Regions from separate parts of the Oryctolagus cuniculus genome. Here region 2 is linked to region 1. The links are chromatin contacts, called in public Hi-C maps. All regions are on one chromosome and are shown on one strand. Each heading gives the region's core, a stretch centred on a gene start, on an enhancer-like site or on the middle of the called end of the contact. The rest is flanking DNA. Distances are from core to core; before and after follow the strand shown.

The links. A called contact is a pair of places that touch in the nucleus more often than the background predicts.
Region 2: a Hi-C map of an unstated tissue shows a contact between it and region 1, with 2.5 times the contacts expected there. The contact joins the promoter of UROD here to the promoter of ZSWIM5 in region 1. A contact is called at or near these places in 2 of 6 Hi-C or Micro-C datasets (psoas muscle and an unstated tissue).

Annotation. Positions count from the first base shown.
Region 1 is chr7:127,677,942-127,684,357 of mOryCun1.1, forward strand. It overlaps ZSWIM5 (zinc finger SWIM-type containing 5), which reads left to right and starts at 3,755. Exons shown (of 14, transcript XM_008265350.4): 1 at 3,755-4,559. The coding sequence starts at 3,992.
Region 2 is chr7:127,870,957-127,877,372 of mOryCun1.1, forward strand. It overlaps UROD (uroporphyrinogen decarboxylase), which reads right to left and starts at 3,238. Exons shown (of 10, transcript XM_002715141.5): 1 at 2,353-3,238; 2 at 1,617-1,729; 3 at 1,427-1,506; 4 at 1,288-1,350; 5 at 852-1,049; 6 at 580-741; 7 at 97-234. The coding sequence starts at 2,372. It overlaps HECTD3 (HECT domain E3 ubiquitin protein ligase 3), which reads left to right and starts at 3,357. Exons shown (of 21, transcript XM_002715142.5): 1 at 3,357-3,823; 2 at 4,004-4,164; 3 at 4,392-4,484; 4 at 4,564-4,699; 5 at 4,980-5,095; 6 at 5,179-5,292; 7 at 5,439-5,521; 8 at 5,933-6,098; 9 at 6,281-6,362. The coding sequence starts at 3,455.

The DNA of each region.
Region 1 (6,416 bases), core at 2,505-5,004:
TGGGAGGGAACTGAGGCCAGCAAGGGCCAGCAATAATTTACCAGCAGTGTGAGTGAGCCACGTTGGAAGAGGATCTGTCCGTCTGTCAAATCTTTGGATGATTGCAGCTTCAGCCAATATGTGTAGCCAACTTCATGAGAGATCCTGAACCATAACAACACAGCCAAGCTGTTCCAAATTCCATACTCATATATACTGTGAGAGATAATAAACTGCTATTGTTTGGAAGCTCTAGGTTTTTTAAAAGAGTAATTTCTTTCTCAGCATAAGAAAACTGATGCATTGATCAAGCTACATTGCAACACACATTGGCAGCATTTAGTAAAACTGAAAGTGTTCATATTCCATAATCAGCAATTCCATTCTAGCTATATAACTGAGAATTCTGGAATATATGCATAAGGAGATCAAAGATGCTCAGCGTAGCACTATATGTTCATTGACATAGTGTTGGTTGTAAGTGCTTTATACAATTCACATATATGAAATACAAAACAACTTTACTGGGGCCATTGTTGTGGAAACACTGAGGTGGGTAAAGCTGTAGCCTGCACTGCTGGCATCCCATGTGAGTACCAGATTGAGCCCTGCTGCTCCACTTCCCATCCCTGCTAATGGTCGGGAAAGCAGCTGAAGATGGCCCAAGTGCTTGGGCCCCTGCCACTCACTTGGAAGACCTCCTGGCCTCAGACTGGCTCAGCTCCAGTGGTTGCAGCCATTTGAGGAGTGAACAAGTGGAGTGGATGGACTCTCTCTCTCTAAAACTTAGCCTTTCAAATAAATCTTTAAAAATATGAATATACAAAGAATATTACACCACAATAAAGTGGGTTTTCTCCCACGAATGCAAGGCTGCATCAATATTTGAAAATCAGTTCATGTAATCTACATAAAAACAGTCTGGAGAAGAAAAAAATAAATGATCATACCAACTGATACAGAAAAAAGCATTTATTTATTTATTTTGTATTTATTGAAAGGCAGAGTTATGGAGAGATCTTCCATCTGCTGGTTCACTTCCCAGATGACCTGAACAGCCAGGCCAAAGCCAGGAAGCAGGAGCTTCATCTGGGTCTCCCACGTGGGTGCAGGGGCCCGAGGACTTGGGCCACCTTCTGCTGCTTTCCCAGGAGCATTCACAAGGAACTGGATTGGAAGTAGAAATACCAGGATTCAAATTGGCTCTCATCACAGGCAGTGGCTTAACACTCTGTGCCACCATGCCAACTTCTAGGTAAGTATTCTTATTTTTGCTTTCTCATTTATTTGAGAGGCCGATAGAGAGTAGGCTCCTATTTGTTGATTGACTCTTCAAATGCCCACAGTAGCTGGAGGGCTGAAGCCAGGAACTCAATCCAAGTCTCCTATTTGGGTGGCAATTTCTTGAGCCCTCATTGCTGCCTCCCAGGGTGCACATTAGCAGGAAGCTAGAATCAGGAGCCAGAGGCAGGTATTAAATGTAGGCACTTCAATATGGGATGCTGGTATCCCAACAGGGATTTTTTTTTTAAGATTTTATTTATTTATTTGAGAGGTAGAGTTAGAGAGAGAGGGAGAGAGAGGGAGAGACAGAGAGAGAATCTCCCATCTGCTGGTCCACTCCCCCTAAATGGTTGCAATGGCCAGAGCTGGGCCGATCTGAAGCCAGGAGCATGGAGCTTCTTCCAAAGCTCCCATGCAGGCACAGGGGCCCAAGCACCTGAGCCATCCTCTGCTACTTTCCCAGGCCATAGCAGAGAGCTGGATCGGAAGAGGAGTAGCTGAGACATGAATGGGTGCCCATATGGGATGACAGTGCTGCAGGCAGAGCCTTAGCCTACTATGCCACAGCACTGACCTCATTTTATTTATTTATTTGAAAGGCAGAGTTACAGAGTGGGAGAGGCAGATGGAGGGAGAGAGAGAGAGAGAGAGAGAGAGAGAGAGAGAGAGAGAGAGATATCTTCCATTGGTTCCCTAATTGGCTGCAACAGCCGGAGCTGCACTGATCCGAAGCCAGGAGCTTCTTCCGGGTCTCCCACGCAGGTGCAGAGACCGGAGGACTTGGGCCATCTTCCCCTGCTTTCCCAGGTCATAGCAGAGAGCTGGATTGGAAATGGAGCAGCCAGGACTTAAATCGGCGTCCATATGGTATGCCGGAACTGCAGGCGGCAGCTTTACCCGCAATGCCACAGCGCCGACCCAAAATTAACTCTTATGTTTAGGTAACATTTCTTCCTGTCAACTTTGCATGCCAGCAATTGATTAAATCAGAATAACATACTCATTGATTGAATGGAAATTTTTTTTAGTATCTTCCATATGCAGGCTTTATGGGAGGTGTTGGGGAGATGCCCTTACACAGAAATGCTTCCTGTCATCTAGTCAGCCAGATGGGCATTAAAGGAATACTCATGCCCCAAATAAACTCTGCTAAGTTCTGGGAGGAAAAAGGATGGTGTCATGAAAACCTATCAGTGTGGTACCAGATTCAAGGGGAAGTTGGGATCATGCTACATCGTGGTAATCCACTTACAGGTATTTACAGATAGAAATCCATTTACAGATATAAACAGGTGTTGAGTACCTATTACACTGAATAAGCACTCAATTTTAATTGTTTCTAATTCTTCTCAGTTGTTCGTTGAGGCACAATTACTAGCTTCCTTTTACAAGTGATTTAACTTAGTCAAGATTAGCATCACACAAGGAGCAAACGTGATTCAAACCCAATTCTTTTTAGCCAGTGCTCTTTAATTGTGAGATTGCAGCAAAACCAAACTCCTTGACCTCCACTCTGCCTCCCATCAGACTACATTCTTACTCTTACCTGATGCTACATTCTAGGACTCATTCATTTTGAAGGGCTACCTCAACTATAGGAACCCTTCTATCAGAGTTCTTGGAACACTTTAAAGTTGTAGAGATTAATTTGTCAGCAATTAATCTGAAATATGCTGAGTCTTCTGGAATGAGCAAGAGACATCTCGGTGTTTTCTTTATGAAGGAGTTAGTGATGAAGTTGCCATCCAGTAGCAGACAGACATGTTCCTCGCTGTCACCGAGTTTACCGTCAGTAGGGCATTAAATATAAAAGTATTTATACCGCTCTACTAGTAATGTAAATGTGAAGAAGACTGAGCCAAGTGAGGAAAATAAGACCTAATTTAAACTGGGGGCGGGGTATCCCAGAATTCTACCGAAACGCACACACAAAGTGTCTTGTTCTTGGGATGCAAGATGCTGAACCATCCGGAAAACCCCGCGAGGGTCTGCAGCGCCCCAGTCTGGAGCGAGGGCTGGAGCGACTTCGCCGGGTTGTGGTGGGGATGGCGGACGGGGACCGCTGACTTCATCCCACACCATGGCATGAGGAGCGTTTCCATGACTCGAACTTGCTGATTTTTGCCCTACAGTCTGCCTTCCTAGTGCATTTTTGCCAGAGCCTCGTTCTGCCGTCTCCCGGCAGGCCAGCCTACCGCAGGAGCCTGATTTTGAGTTTTCCTGTTCTTGGGGCTTGCGGTTCCTCGGAGGCTCTCGGCCTCGCCATTTCACTCGGTCACACAGTCCATCGCTCTCTGGCCAGGCTGCAGTCAGTCGCGCTGCAGGCGAGGATGCCCGGCGCTGCTCTCCTCCTCGCCCTTTCGCGGCCGGCCGCCCCGAGCGAGCGAGCGAGCGAGCGCTCGGCGCGCGCTCCGGGCCGTCAGCGCCTGGAGCGCGCGCCGCGGGCCCGCGCTCGCTCCCGCGCCTCCTCGCGCCCGCGGCGGCCCGGACGGCGCGCGCCGCCTCACGCTGGCCCTCAGGTCGCCGGCGTCGGCTCTCTGCGCGCGCACAGCGGCCCGGCCCAGGCTCCCCACTCGGGCCGGCGGGCTCGCGAGCTCGCTCGCCCCGCCCCCCTCTCCGGCGCCGCCGCCAGGCGCTTGCGCGGGGCGCGTGGCCGTGGCTGGGGTCTCCGCCGCTGCCGCCGCCGCCGCCGCCGCCGCCGCCTCAGTCAGTCCGTCCGTCCCCAGCAATGGCGGAAGGCGGTGAGCGAGAGGAGCTGCTCTCGCCGCCGCCGGTCTCTCCGGCCAAGCGGCTGTGCTCGTGGCCCAGCCCACAGGCTCACCACCCTCGCGGTTCTCCCGGGGCGGCCCGCGGAGGGGCGGGAGGCGCCGGCAGCAGCTGCCTGGCCCCCGGGGCCCGCCCCCACCTGCAGCCCGAGTCCCTGCTGGACTGCGCCGCCAAGACGGTGGCGGAAAAGTGGGCGTACGAGCGGGTGGAGGAGCGCTTCGAGCGGATCCCGGAGCCCGTGCAGCGCCGCATCGTCTACTGGTCCTTCCCGCGGAATGAGCGGGAGATCTGCATGTACTCCAGCTTCCAGGACCGCGGCGGCGCCGCGGGGTCCTCGCCGGCCGAGGAGGGGCCGCCGCCACCCCCCGGGGCCGCCGCTCCGGCCGGCTCCGCCCCCGGGGCGGCCGCGGCGGGGACGTCCCCCGGGCTGGGCGCCGGGGCCGGCGCGACGGGCGGCGGCGAGGGGCTGCCGTTCCGCCGGGGCATCCGTCTGCTGGACAGCGGCTCCGTGGAGAACGTGCTGCAAGTCGGTAGGTGCCCTCCCGCTGCGCTCTGTCCCTGGCCGCCGCCTCTGCAGGTGCTTCCTTGCTGCTCCGTCGGCTTTCGGCCCAACTCCGTAGCCCTGCCAAGGACAAACCAGTCACATCGAAAACTTTTCCTCGGCGTTGCTTTCAGGTTCACTACTGCTCTTCCCTCCGCTGGCCCTCTCCTCTGCCCCATTGGTTTTTTTGTTTGGAGAGCGACTAGGTGTCTCTCTCTCTCTCTTTCTCTCTCTCTCTCTTTTTTTACACTCGCTCCATTTCCCTATATGAAAGGCAATAAGGAAGGGGCGGCATACCTTTCGGGATGCAATAATTGAGGAAATGGCGTTCTTCTGATTTAAGTTTAGAAAGGAGAGGACGTCAGTGATCTGGAGCAAGCAGTATTAGAGTGTTTGAAGGACAGGCTGTCACGGGCAAATCTGTAGTGGTAGCTGATTGAATCTGAGTGTAATTAACTTTTCACGTTGGGGTAAAAAATACGACAAATCGCTGTGCATTGTAGAAAATTTTGATTGTCTGCTTTAATATTGTTTCCCCCTGGACCAGTGGTGCTTGGGAATCTAGGCTGCAGACTAACAATAACCGAAGATGGAAATGTGACAGCTTCTCTTCTCCACACCCCCACCCAAGGAAAAAAAACCCACACAATCTGGAGTGGGGGTGGGGTCTGTCTTCCTTGTCAGACTAGGGTAAATCAAAAGCTGGTCACGTTGGGTTTTTCAAATGCGTCTCATTTAACTAGTCTTCGTATTTGCTTTTGTTTTAGCTTTTTGTGTGCAGGAAGATGAAAAACGATTTCTTTCTTATTCCTTCTCTGGAGCTTCTAGTCAGTTTGTTAATCTTATTAAGTATATAAATACAGTGCTTCGGATTTGTGGAGTGGTTGGGGAAAGAGAAAAAATGACAGTAATTAACGTTGACTTGTTATGTGGAAAATTAAAACATTGATTTTTTTTTCTATTTGGATTATATAGTATTCTGGAAGTACATATTTATGCATTTTGTTGTATAATGTATACTCATTTATTGAAGAAAATACCGATTTTTGAAAGGAGTTGGAAGAAGGTGGTTTTTAGAATTAAAATCAAGCACAGGCACATGTACAAACCCCAGACATCCAGCTCTCTTCTTCCCAGGTAAAACCAACATATTTGGGTAATTTTTTTCTTTAAACTGTGCTACATCATGATGTTTTTTAGAAAGTAATCTGCTTGTGGTTGAGAATCATAGAATCCCTTGTTTCTTGTTGGAAGAACAGCATACCACCATTTGTTTTGCAAAGGTGAAATGCAGATTTATCCTGTGCCAGAATACATGACAGTAAATTGAGAAAGTTTTGCTCATTTGAAAGGGTTAGTTCTTTGTGTATTTGTATATATTTTTGAAAGAATGAATTGAATAAAAGGGTAATTAAGGTATGCAGCTTTAATGCTGAAATATTGAAAACATGAAAATGAATATATGCATTTATTAGTCTGGGTTTACCCTAATTTTTCTGTGAGTTTAGATCCTTTTAAGATTCTTTAAAGTATTTTAAATTGAAAATGCTTGTGTTTTTTAGTAAGAGATGAATTTGAAAGGATTTTCAAACTTTTGGGGACAAATGAGGAAAGAGTTTTGAACAGGTATCTGTTTTTAAAGAAACTCAAATGTTAAATTCCAAATGAAGATTTTGTAGATTGTACAGATTATGATAATTGGTGTGTTTATGGGATGGTAGGCTCTTCTGTGATTTCAGGGACCTTGAGAAAATATACATATAAATATATTTTTCAGATTGACTTTGGATTTCAAATATTGATAGGAGAATGAATTACTCACTCTTAAGTATTGCTATTTGAGAAC
Region 2 (6,416 bases), core at 1,988-4,487, 190 kb after region 1:
AGGGCTCTGCTACACCCACTGACCTTTCTTGGCTGTACTTCTGCTGCCCTCCAGTGGTCAGCAGGCCCAGCTTGCCTCAACCCACCCAGTCCTTACCATGGGCACTGGTGCCAGGCCTGCCTCCTGCAGTCTGGCCTTCACTCGTTTAGCCACATCACGGATGTAAGGCAGTGCAAATTTGTTGAAGAGCTGTGGGCCTAGGTGCCCTGCATGGGACTCAAAAAGCTGCAATGCCTACAGTTAGGAGGTATAGAACACACAAACAGAAAGCATCTTAGGTTTCACATATAGAATGGCCTCAGTTTTCTCCCAAGTGACTTTTATCCCAGATGCTGCCTGAGTCTATAAAGCCCAGTTCCAGTCAAAAAGTGTTGCCTCCTCCAGATCCCAGCACTGGTTTGGTCTGAACACAAGAAGCATCCACACCCTCCTGCCACTGTCAAGGTGGGATCCACCAGATCACTGGAGGCAGCCATCTTCATGCCTGGCACGAAGATGTGTCCTCTTAGCTTTAGGAGACTGTTGCTTCGGGTCCCGTTGACTGAACCCCAGCCTATCTGTCTCTCTCTCAGGACTCACCTGGGCACCAGCAGCCACTTGTCCTACCAGATAGGGTACCAGAGCATCCGTGAGGATTTGAAGCAGCTGGTGACTGGCCTGAGGTCTTTGGTAGAGCCAGCGTTTGGCCTGAGACATGGTGCTTGAGCCACCACCCTCAATCATGTATGTCATCAGAGTCCACTGCAGAAGGGTACAAAGAGGATGTCACAGGTGCAAGACACGTCCTTCCCGTGCCTGCACCAGAACTGTCAGTGACCTCCCCCTCCGCAGTCCCTGCCTGTCTCACCCACCGGGGCACCAGCAAAGCCAATCAGTGGCACACGTCCAGCCAGCCGCTGTCGGGTAAGGGTGATGGCCTGGAACACGTAGCCCAGCTCAGAGGCCACTGTTGCTGGATCCCGTAGGCGTTCTAGGTCTTGTTCTTCTCTGATTGGCTCTGGGAAACTGGGTCCTTTGCCAGGTACCATGGTCACCTCCATGCCCAGTGCCTGGAGGGGAAAGAATATCTGGGTCCTCAACCTGGAACTCCAGGAGGTTCTGCTCAGCCCATACCAGGAGGAAAGGAAAACGAGAATATGATTCAGCCAGACTCCATCTGTTAGCCTTAGCTTACCCTCTGTCCACTTCATAGGGTGACTGTTTATCTTGAACCTTCACTGAACGGATAGGACTTCCAGAGTCCTTTCCCTGTTTTTACCCATTCCAGGATCAGTTTTGAGTCGGTACCTGGGGTACAACAAGGATGTCGGAGAAGATAATGGCGGCATCCAGAGGGAAGCGACGCAGTGGCTGCAGGGAATTGGAAACAAGTTGCTAGGTGACAAGCTGAGGGCATAAGTCCCTCCCTCTTTTCTGGACCCCTCACCTGCAGAGTCAGTTCACAGCAGGCCTCAGGAGAGCGACAGGTGCTGAAAAAGTCCTGGGCAGCCCGCGTTTCCCTAAACTCTGCAGACAGGAGAAGGAAGACAGGGCTCAGTACTGAGGCCCGCTAGAGCCTTGCCCTACTCAAAACTCGCCCTCCAGTTTTACACAGATGCCCGAGTCCTGGCTCTGACCTGGTAGGTAGCGGCCTGCCTGCCGCATGCACCAAACCGGAGTGTAGTCTGTTTCCTCTCCCCAGGCTGCACGGAGGAACGTGTCATTCTTCAGCTCCGGAAACCCCTTGGGTCTGGCGGTCAGGTGGAGGTGGGGATAGTGTCAGTATGCTGGGCTGGGGGTTGGGGAAGGCGCTGGCTTTTAAGGCGGATTCAGTCTGGCACCGCTATCTGCCGCCTCCAGGCCAGTCCCCAAGCCATGGCTCCCCGCCCTCTGTGCCTATCGGGCGCTGCACAAGACGGTAGCAAGGGTCCCCACTGGGGCCTCTCTCCTACACGTAGTCCTCGTTCCCAACCTCAAAGCAACCGAAGGGAATTGGGAAGAAAAGATGAAAGCCCAGCAGGAATAGTTTGAGGGAGGCGGACCTTCGGACAAGAAAATGTAGGAACCGGGGTGGCAGAGGGCTGGTGCCAGGGCCAGGAGCCTCCGACTGGCGGACGAAGAAGGCCCAGAGTTGACGATCCCAGAATAGGGGTTCTAGTTGGAAGTCCTAGGATAGCCCCTGGAATAAAAGTCTGGGGGACACAGTCCGGCAAGGAGATCCCAGGAATGAAGGTCCCTGCGTGGTTGCAGGATTCAGACTACTGGCGTTCTGGTTTGCTAGGTTCCCAGGGAACGGGGAATATATCGGTTCCTGAGTTGGAAGACTCAGATCAGAAGCCCCGCTAGCCGCACAGCCTACTTCAGAGAACTCACCCTAACCCGTTCGTCTCCATGGTATGTCGCAACTGCGAGCGCGTTCGCCGCTTGAACCTTGAATAAGAGCAGACAGGCAGTCCAGGCTCCGCCCCTTCCTGAAGCGTCCCGAGGGCGTCGCCATTTTGGACGCCACGTGATCGGACTTCAGTGACAGTTCTGGGGCTGCCCCGGCTGCCGCCTGTAGGACCCTAACCATTTTCCACCGTAAAGTCCGCTGTAGCGACGAAACACCAAACGTCCAAAGGCACGAGCTCCGCTAAAACTAGTTCTTACTGCTGGTGTCAGAAATGTGTTCATATCTGAGTCAGGAAATCCTGCCAGTTTGACCCAGGCCTCACTGTCATTTCCACTGCCCACGAGTCTAGAATCTTATCCAGCCAGGAATGTAGCAGACGGTGCAAAAGAGGCTGTACACAGAGAACTGAACTCCTCTTCTGTATACTTCCGTTACCTACTCAGAATTGAGCACTGCGGTCGGTGCTAAGCGCGTCAGCCCCAGCTGGAGCCCCTTTAAGGAGTTACAGACTGATGAGAGACCAGACATCTGCAATCACATCAAAGTGGATACTGATGGGCAGTTTCTTGGGATGAGGCGTAACAACCAGAATTTTTCAAAAGCCTAAACGGGTCAGGACTCCTGTCAGTTGCCGGAGAAAGGGTCACCCCACTTTATTCAGCAGATTTGTACAGGTGCTTCTGGTTGTGATAGGACTCGCTGAGGACTGGAACGCGAAATCAGGAACTCTTGAGAACCAGAGAAATGTCTGCTAAGATGATCCAGTCTAGATGGTGACTTGCACGAGGACAGAGGCAGTGGAGAGCAAATGGTAGTAGCACTGGAGATGGCGAGAGAAAATTTCATCAGGTCGCAACTCTGATCTTGATTCTGGTTGGCTGGGGAGGGGACACAGGTAGGGAACATTCTGGGGTATGAGTACCCAGGACCCCGCGGAGGTGCGCTTAGTCTAGAAATTACGGCAAAAGCTGTCGGTAGGCGGGGCAGGGCGTGGTGGGAAGCGCAGCCTGAGGTCGCGGCTGCAGCTCGCCGACTGGCGCGTCCCTCGGCTCCCCTCTCCCGGCTCGCCTCCGTCGCTTCGCCATGGCGGGCCCTGGCCCGGGCGCGGCACTAGAGTCCCCGCGGCAGCTGCTGGGCCGCGTGCGCTTCCTGGCGGAGGCAGCACGGAGCCTCCGCGCCGGGAGGCCGCTGCCGGCAGCGCTGGCTTTCGTACCGCGGGAGGTACTCTACAAGCTTTACAAGGACCCGGCGGGACCGTCGCGCGTTCTCCTGCCGGTGTGGGAGGCGGAGGGCCTAGGGCTGCGTGTGGGAGCCGCGGGGCCGGCCTCCGGGACTGGCTCCGGGCCGCTCCGCACCGCCCGCGACAGCATCGAGCTCCGGCGCGGCGCCTGCGTGCGCACCACCGGCGAGGAGCTATGCAACGGCCACGGGCTCTGGGTGAAGCTGACAAAGGTGCGCTCGGGCCTGCTGGGACCCCGCAAGAGACCCGCGGGGCCAGGGAAGCCCCTGGCTGTTCCTTCCCCTCCCCCATATTAAACTGGCATTGCGTTCAGTGCACTTTGCCCCGGGCTGGGCAGGGCGGCCAGCGGAGCAGTTCCCTGATGGCTGTCCCCGTCTGGCGCACGCCGGCAGGAGCAGCTGGCGGAGCACCTGGGCGACTGTGGGCTGGACGAAGGCTGGCTGCTCGTGTGCCGCCCGGCAGAGGGCGGGGCCCGCCTCGTACCCATCGACACTCCGGACCACCTCCAGCGGCAGCAGCAGCTCTTCGGCGTGGACTACCGGCCGGTGCTCAGGTTCTGCACCTGAGGGGGCAGGGGAGCTGGGAACTCCTGGCACGTCCTGGAGCACGGGCTATTGGAGAAGAGATGGCCAGAGCAGGAAGGGGCGGGGTCTGCAGGGGGCTTGGGTGGGACTTCTGGAGGTGTGGAGATAGAGTTTTGGAAAAGGCTTCGGAATCCGGAGATGGTGTTCTGCCGCCTGCTGATGCCTCCCCATCCCACCCCCAATTCTGTGCCCGCAGGTGGGAACAGGTGGTGGACCTGACATACTCGCACCGCCTCGGATCGAGGCCTCAGCCGGCGGAGGCATACACGGAAGCTGTTCAGAGGCTACTGTGAGTGATCTGGGCAGGGGCGGGGAGGAACGAGCCCAGGTCTGGTCCCAATCTTAATTAGGGGCTTGGGATTGCTTAGCTATGTGCCTCCGACGTGGACCTACGAGTGCGACGAGGACCTGATCCACTTCTTGTATGACCACCTGGGCAAGGAGGATGAGAACCTGGGTAGCGTGAAGCAGTATGTGGAGAGCATAGACGTTTCCTCCTACACGGTGGGTGCTGGGACTCCTCCCACTCCAGGCAAGATGTAGTCACAGCTCAGGGCTAGATCCAGAACCCCCACTTCCTGGCCAGAGCTACACCAGAACGCCCACAGGCCACACTCCAGCCAGCTCCTCATCTTGGGAGTCCTATAGGAAACCCGCCCCACCCCAGCCCATACCAATTTCCCCTTGAGCCTAACTCCACTGTGCTTTCTGTCTTGTGCTCCCTGGCCCAAAGCACGTACCCAGTCAGGGTGCTCACTGACTCCACTTCTCTGTCCAAAACCAGGAGGAGTTCAACGTGTCCTGCCTGACAGATAGCAACGCAGATACCTACTGGGAGAGTGATGGCTCCCAGTGCCAGCACTGGGTACGGCTTACCATGAAGAAGGGCACCATTGTCAAGTATGTAGGCTCTGGGCAGGACTGGGGGGCAAGCCACACGCCTGTGGGTAAGCAGACGTCAGGTGCACACTCTGACCCCTCAGGAAGCTGCTCCTCACAGTGGATACCACAGATGACAACTTTATGCCCAAGCGGGTGGTGGTCTATGGGGGCGAAGGGGACAACCTGAAGAAGCTGAGTGACGTGAGCATTGACGAGTGAGCAGGCCTACCTGGGATGGGAGGTGGGGCATGGTCCTGCAGTGGGGCATGGCTGAGCTTAAAAGCCTGAGTTTGGGTGGGACCCCAGAAGTCCTTGAAGGCCTGAGGCAGCGGTCTGAAGTGCCTCACATCCATCTCCTCAGGACCTTGATCGGGGATGTCTGTGTCCTGGAGGACATGACCGTCCACCTCCCAATAATTGAGATCCGCATCGTGGAGTGCCGAGGTGGGGCTTCAGGCTATAAGGGAGCTCCAGTGTGTAGATGGGGTCGAGCTGGCAGTTTGGAGAGGAGGGGCTAGGCCTGGAGCTGGGTAATGGCTGGACTAACTCCAGAACTGGAAGCGCTGGGGCTTGAGCCAGGTGGGAGGTGCCAGCGATAAGCTTGCCTTAAAGCCATAGCGGTGGTTGGGCTCTCCTGGACGAGGAACTGAGGTAGGGCCCTCAAGCGTTGAACGTTGTGATGGTGGGCAGAGGAACCAGCAAGAATGTAGAGGTGAGAATTTGGTACTAAGAGGGGATCCCAAAGGTGCCCAGTTTCTAGAGGATAAGGGGACACATGAAGGAGCCCTTCCCCGTTCTGAGGGCCCAGGGGCGGTAGGCACATTAAATGACCTCACTCTGACCCCTCTCCCCCAGATGACGGGATTGACGTTCGTCTTCGAGGGGTCAAGATCAAGTCATCCAGACAGCGGGAACTAGGGTTGAATGCAGACCTGTTCCAGCCGACCAGTCTGGTGCGATATCCACGCCTGGAAGGCACTGACCCGGAAGTACTGTACCGCAGAGCTGTCCTCCTGCAGAGGTGGCTGTGCTCCTGGGCCTGCCTCCGCCTTCCCCACCCTGTGCCTTGTGTGTCTGCATGGAGGAGGTCCCCAGGATCTCACCGAGCGGGCTGTGGGCCCTGCCCTCTCCTGTTGGGAAGTTGGGAGTCTTCCTTCCATGCCAAGCTCTTCAGCTGTGGTTGCCTTTACTCACCGACCACAGGTTCATCAAGATCCTCGACAGTGTCCTGCACCACTTGGTACCAGCCTGGGACCACACTCTGGGCACCTTCAGTGAGATTAAGGTGAGCACAGCCAGTGCTGGTCTTGGCAGTCTGGGCTTCCTCTTCCTTCTCATG